2 separate regions of the Anser cygnoides genome follow, and region 1 is linked to region 2. Evidence: chromatin contacts called from public Hi-C data. All regions are on one chromosome and are shown on one strand. Each heading gives the region's core, a stretch centred on a gene start, on an enhancer-like site or on the middle of the called end of the contact. The rest is flanking DNA. Distances are from core to core; before and after follow the strand shown.

What was found. Hi-C and Micro-C count contacts between places; a contact is called where the count stands out from the background.
Region 1: a Hi-C map of liver shows a contact between it and region 2, with 2.6 times the contacts expected there. The contact joins the promoter of LOC106032987 here to the promoter of JUN in region 2. A contact is called at or near these places in 2 of 7 Hi-C or Micro-C datasets (both in liver).

Annotation. Positions count from the first base shown.
Region 1 is chr8:29,950,793-29,954,015 of Taihu_goose_T2T_genome, reverse strand. LOC106032987 (E3 ubiquitin-protein ligase RNF170-like) reads left to right here and starts at 1,896. Exons shown (of 7, transcript XM_013176230.3): 1 at 1,896-3,126. All of the region lies in intron 3 of HOOK1 (hook microtubule tethering protein 1), which reads right to left.
Region 2 is chr8:29,642,588-29,646,036 of Taihu_goose_T2T_genome, reverse strand. JUN (Jun proto-oncogene, AP-1 transcription factor subunit) reads left to right here and starts at 1,900. Exons shown (of 1, transcript XM_013176141.3): 1 at 1,900-3,060. The coding sequence starts at 2,096. The coding sequence ends at 3,043.

The DNA of each region.
Region 1 (3,223 bases), core at 647-3,146, 310 kb before region 2:
GTTGTAAAGTAGGTCGGAGAAAGAAGGTGTTAGATCTAAAGCCACACACCTAGCAAAGCATCTGCCGGGTGTTGCGTACAGAACGGGAACGCACGGGAGTTGGATGCTGATTTACACTAACAACTCTGTACAATGCCCTTTCTGTTTAAGGCTTGACAAAGTTATTTTAGAATTCTCTTTAGGAACCATTATGTAGTTAGAGGTAAGTACTGTGACTATACTAAAATGACAATTAAACGTAATACATTTTAAAGGAGAAATTCTAAAAATAAATCAGCTGAGCACTGCTGAAAGGATTTTGAGATAGAGTTCAGGACTGTTATTTGCACAAGTTCTTCCGCTGGTTTATTTTGCAACAGAATCATGATAGAGTTATTTTTAACTGATTATCATGAGGAAAAGAAAGTTAAACTGTCCAAAAGGAGAAAGAATAAATAGATTAAAAGATAAGAGATACCTAACTGAAGAGAGGCAAGCATAAGATAACTGAAATTCTAAAAACCAACAAAATGCTAGGGGCATACAAGGGTACCAAAAGGAAAATTGGAGGATGAAATGAAGGCAGAAATTGTTTTTCAGTGTTTTATAACAGACTGAAATGCATTAAAACTGCTGTATTGTCATATACAGAGAAGAAAAGGAAAGTCGGTTCTGGTAGATGCTGCTATCACTTTCGCCAATTTCATTCCTGGATCTCCACAACGCCTCTCAAGCACTCTCTTCTCTCCTCTGTTTATACTTTACATGGGAGAAATACCTGTTATTTCTAGAGAAGCTGCCCACTTAATTGCCACACGAGTTCTGTGTAACAGAGCTCACTCTCTCCTAAAATATTGGCATCTGCAAGACTAAAATTACAGAAAAGCACAGAAGAAACTCAGAAAGGACAAGGGACAAAGCAAGGGAGCCTGACAGCTGAACCCAGTGCTTCTCACACATGCAGCAACACCACGTCAGCATGCTGCACCTGGCTGCGAGCAGCGCTCTGCCCAACCAAAACCTGCAACCGAGGTCTGAGGTTTCCGCTCCTGTCAGCCGAATTAATTTCACGTATTTATTACTATTGTTAATTACGGGGTGGTTTCCCCATTGAAGCCACTGCCGCAGAACCACAGCTTGGGCCTACAGGCTACCACAGGCCCGTCCGGAGGCTGGCAGTCCTGCAGGGGCCTTTTACCGGCTGGAGAAGGAAATTCATCGTGCGGGCCCTGTCATTACAGCAGTGCCTTCACAGCCTCGACCCCGACTCACCATTCCCTGGCCGCGGGGGCCCCTCAGAGCGGCCCCCCCCCGGGCCAGCAGGACCCCTCAGGACCCCCCCCAGCCCCTCACGGCCCCTCATGGAGCCCCCCCCCTCACGGCCCCCCGGCCCCTAAGGACCCCTCAGAGCGCCCCGGCCCCTCACGCCCCCCCCCCGTCACCACAGCAACGGTGCCCTCACGGCGCTCCCAACGGACGCCCCCTCACGAGCCTTCCCCCCCCGACGGGCGACGGCGAGGCCGCACCACCGGCCGGCGCTCGACGCCCCGGCGGCAGGAGGGCCCGAGGCGGCGCTCACCCAGAGGATGAGGCTGTCGCAGAGCCGCAGGTCCGCGGGCTTCGCCTCCATGGCGGCGGCCGGCTCCCCCCGCCGAGCGCCGCGCGGCTGACGTGACAGGCCCCGAGCGGAGGGAGGAGCAGCCCTGTCAGCGCCCACACCCGCCCCTGCCTTCAAACGCCCGGAGTGGCAGCGGGTTCTACCAATCACGGGGAGGAGGTGGCGCTCTCCGAGCCAATCGCCGGGGGGTATTCGCTAGGGGCGGGAGCACGGCCTCTCCCTCAGCGCTGCCCGCCGGCGGTGGTGGTGCGCGGGCTGCGCCCCGCGGCCGCCGGTACCGCCACAAGATGGCGGCGGGCGCCGGCCCGGGGTGACGAAGTGATGCAGGCTCGGCTGCTGGCGTAGCTCAGAGCCGCTTGTGCCCGGGGTGTGGGGCGTCAGCGTGGCTGTAACGGCCTGTTCTTAAACGAGGCTAAAATATCAATAAATAAAGATATTAAATTCCTTTTTTGGGGGGAGGCAAAGGGTGGAAAGTGCTGAAGCACAAGCTTGAGGAGAGGCTTTCAACTCTTCTCCAAAAGTTCTGCCTTCCCCGTCTACATTAATATTTCTCTAACATCTGGTTCAGGATCTTGTAATAGCATGCTTCAAATGCTCCAGAGAAAAGCCTAACTACCTTACACTAAAGCAAAACAATTACTCTGTCCCTCTGCTGTTTCAGCACAAGAACTTCAGTAACTTTTTGCCTCCATTACAAATTCATTTGAACTGTTTTTATTGATTCAGTTTTACAAACATTCTTACAGGCACCTGTTGTTACTGAAATATCCGGGATGACATTAACCACTTTGGTGAATATTGTAAGAAGGGACTACTAAGCAACTTGAGTAATCGCTGTTAAGGGTCTCATACATACTTTTTTCGGCTGTTCTACTTCTTAAGATACATGTTTTAATCCTCTGTTACTGATTCCACTTTGTGTGAAAGATTAAAATTGCAGTGAATGAAGTAGACAGCATTTACATGACTATTTCCCCTCATAATGCTATCCAGCGATGATAAAGGCTATCATTAAAAAATGAATAATGAGTAACAGGTTCTTTGAGTAAAGCCCCACAGACTTCTGTACTAGGTTTTGTACTGTTAAGACCATTTATTTTATTATATAGTTGTCCTCTTTTATAATTTCTATTAGCTTTTTGAAAATTTTTCTTTTAGACCTCTTCATTCGGTTACTGTTCCTTCCTTCTGGTACTTTACGTCCTTTCCCTTCATGGGAAATAACAGTGTCATGTCATTGCTACCCACATCTTTATGCAGTATCCTACTCACTTCCCACAAGCACGTAATTCTCCATGTCTTCCTGTTGATTTCATATGCTTTTTCTCTACAGATTCAGCATCCCACACCTTCACTTTCTTTATATGGTTTCTAGAGACACTTCCTCTTTCCTGGGTTTATGCTACATGTGCCAGAGAACAGCAGAAGGCAGCAGCTTTCCAGGAAACCTGGATTTAACCAGGAACAGAGCCAGCAGGGCAGGGAATGCACCAGCCAGGGCCGTGTCCCACAGTACCTCAGCAGTGCAGGTAAAATGGACAGGTTCAGGGATGATCAACCGTAAATGCAGATTATCAGGCAAGTTCATGGCAATGAGGCAAATACAAGGTAAAGCCAGGAAGGCAA
Region 2 (3,449 bases), core at 651-3,150:
AGTCACCAAAAGCTCCCAGCTCCCTGGCTAAGGGCCATGAAGGCTTGCTGTCCCCCTGTGCACAGGGCCAAATCCTGGCGAACTATCTGCTGCGCTTGGTGACCCTCAGACAGGGAACCCAAAACCTGATCCCAGCCCGCTCACCACTCGTCCCCCTGTTGGGATCAGAAGGTAGAAAATCCCCTCGGAGCAGCAAAGAGCGTTTGTCTTTGCTTTCAGAGCTCTCCTGCTACGCTCAGCCTTTGTGACCAACCTGTCTGCCTGCTGCCAGCCTCGACCAAGTAACCTCTAAGCGAGTAGCAATTAACATAATGAGTGGACTGATGGGTGTCCCCCATAGCTATGGGCCTCGGTAGCAACACGTCTCCGGCAAACTGGAATGTCTAGTCCTGAAACTGCACTTCTGTAAAAGGAAGGAAGTAAAAAACTAAAAGGGGTGGGGGATTAAAGAAAAAAAAAAGGGCAAAAACCACCCCACCTAAGGGACTTGAAGCGATTATCTCCAGCCCAGTCCAGCGCTCAGTGAAGTAACGAAAAACTTGGGCTGACACCGGTGGGGCTGAGCGGGCCGGGCCATAGGGGCAGTTACGGGGTGAGGGTGGTTAAAGGTGCGCTGTGTTCCTGAACGTGGCTTTCTAGGACAAAACGGAGGCGCAGAGAAAACAAAAAGACAGAAGTCTGAGAAATTGAGTATGTCAAGAATTGATTGGAACAACTTTCATTGGGGTTATTTGTCTGAGGGGACTTTATCTATACAGGATTCAGATAAAGTGAACGGTTTGCCACGGCTTCCGACGTAACAGAAACCATGAAAAAAACAAACTTTTTATTTAAAAATCATTATTAAGAAGCCTCCGTGCAGCAAACTACTTGAGATTCAGGCCTTCCTTTTCTCCCAAGTTTCCTCCTTGCGCAGCCGGGCCCTCGGTAAACACCGGCCCCGCGCTGCCCGATGCTGACGGGGGATCGGTGAGGGGCTGTGCCGGGGAGCTCCGGGCGCACGAGCGGGGCCGGGCTCGCACCTCACAGACGGGGCGCCGGGGCTGCGGGGAGCGCGGGGCGGCTCTGAGGCGCTCAGGCGGCGCGTCGGTGACAAATTCCTGTCACAAATCCTCGGGGGATCTCTGCGAACCCATCTGTTTGTCCCGTGCTGGACACCAGGAAGGAGTTAAACACCACGCAGCGCGCTGAGGGATTTCAGAGGTTTTATTATGCGCGCTCCCCTTCCTCCCCCCTCCTCCTCCTCCTCCTACCCCCCCCTCACGGCCAGGCCCGATGGGGGCGGAACCTCCCGGTGCCCGCCCCGGCCCTGCCCGGAAGCGGCCGCGGCGCGGCGGGGAAGTCACGTGAGCGCTCCCCTCCCCTCAGCGCCGCCTCGGGGCCGTACCACTGCTGAGGCGCGGGGGGGGTGGTGGTGTGGCGGTGTATGATGTGTGGAAATACCGGGCCCCGCGGTGCGAGCGGCCGCGCCTCGCAGCACGCCCCTCGTAACCGGCGGGGGGTCCGAGCGGGGCGGGCGGAGGGAGGGGAGAAGGGAGGCGGCGTCGCCCCCCCCCCTCCCCGTGCCGGCGGCGCGGTTGGTACGCTCCGGCTGAGGAGGCGTCCGGCGGCGTCCAACCCGCGCGGCGCGCGGGCGGGCGGCGGTAACCAGATATTCAAACGCACTACGTCAGCCCACAGTGCCCCGCGCCGGCCGCCAGCATTACCTCATCCCACAGTGCCCCGCGGCGCGCGCTCCGAAGCTTCTAGGGGGCGGGGTCGCCATGGCGACGGGGCCGAAGGCCCGCCCCCCCCGGGGAGAGGCGGCGGCAGCCAATGGGGAGCCGGCGGGGTGACATCATGGGCTATTTTTAGCCGGCGGCCGGCCGCTGATAAGCCAAGGGCTGCACGCCGCCAGCGGGCTCAGAGCGCGGCGCGGGCGGGCGGGACGGAGGCAGGCGGCAGCAGCAGCGCGCGGGGCCGGCCGCCGTGAGGGGACCGTGAAGGGACCGTGAGGGAGCCGGGGCGGGCGGCAGGAGCGGCGGCGGCGGCCCGGCCGGGCGTCGGGCGGGCTCCGGGAGAAGCTGGGCTCCCGGCTCCGTCCGCGCCCCGTTCTATGAGCGCGAAGATGGAGCCTACCTTCTACGACGACGCGCTGAACGGCGGCTTCGCGCCGCCGGAGAGCGGCGGGTACGGATACAATAACGCCAAGGTGCTGAAGCAGAGCATGACGCTGAACCTGGCGGACCCCGGCAGCAACCTGAAGCCGCACCTGCGGAACAAGAGCGCCGAGCTGCTCACCTCGCCCGACGTGGGCCTCCTGAAGCTGGCCTCGCCCGAGCTGGAGCGCCTCATCATCCAGTCGAGCAACGGGCTGATCACCACCACGCCGACCCCCACGCAGTTCCTCTGCCCCAAGAACGTGACGGACGAGCAGGAGGGCTTCGCCGAGGGCTTCGTCCGGGCGCTGGCCGAGCTGCACAACCAGAACACGCTGCCCAGCGTCACCTCGGCCGCCCAGCCCGTCAGCGGCGGCATGGCACCTGTGTCCTCCATGGCCAGCGGCGGCGGCAGCTTCAACGCCGGCCTGCACAGCGAGCCCCCCGTCTACGCCAACCTCAGCAACTTCAACCCCAACGCGCTCAGCTCGGCGCCCAGCTACAACGCCAACGGCATGGGCTACGCGCCGCAGCACCACCTCAATGCCCAGATGCCCGTGCAGCACCCCAGGCTTCAGGCTCTGAAGGAGGAGCCGCAGACTGTCCCCGAGATGCCGGGGGAGACCCCTCCCCTGTCCCCCATCGACATGGAGTCGCAGGAGAGAATCAAAGCCGAGCGAAAGCGCATGAGAAACAGAATCGCCGCGTCCAAGTGCCGGAAAAGGAAGTTGGAAAGGATTGCCAGGTTGGAGGAAAAAGTGAAAACTTTGAAAGCCCAGAACTCAGAGCTGGCATCCACTGCCAACATGCTCAGAGAACAGGTTGCACAGCTTAAGCAGAAGGTCATGAACCATGTCAACAGCGGGTGCCAGCTAATGCTCACACAACAGTTGCAAACGTTTTGAAGAGACTGGCTTAAAAACGCGAACTGTGATATTGTGGTATAACCCAACGACAGACCCGAAGCGGCAGATGCGTAAAGCTAATGGTAAGAGCTGAAAGGCTGAGTCCTGCCTGTGCTCTGCAAAGCGCATGTGTGGAAAGACTGGCAAGCCTTCAGCCCGAGTTGGTGAAGCAGCCAGCACCGCTCCGAGAAGTGCTGTTCCTGCTCAGAGACGTCAGATCTTCGTTTAACATTGACCAAGACCTGCATGGACCTAACATTCGATGATCATTCAGTATTAAAGGTTAAACTGCAATAGAAACTGTAGATTGCTTTATGTAGTATTCCTTAAGAAACAAAAAAAAGTGGGAGGGAGGTTTTGTGGGGAGGCTGATAAACAAAAAAGAACTGTTCTGCCTGCCTTCAAG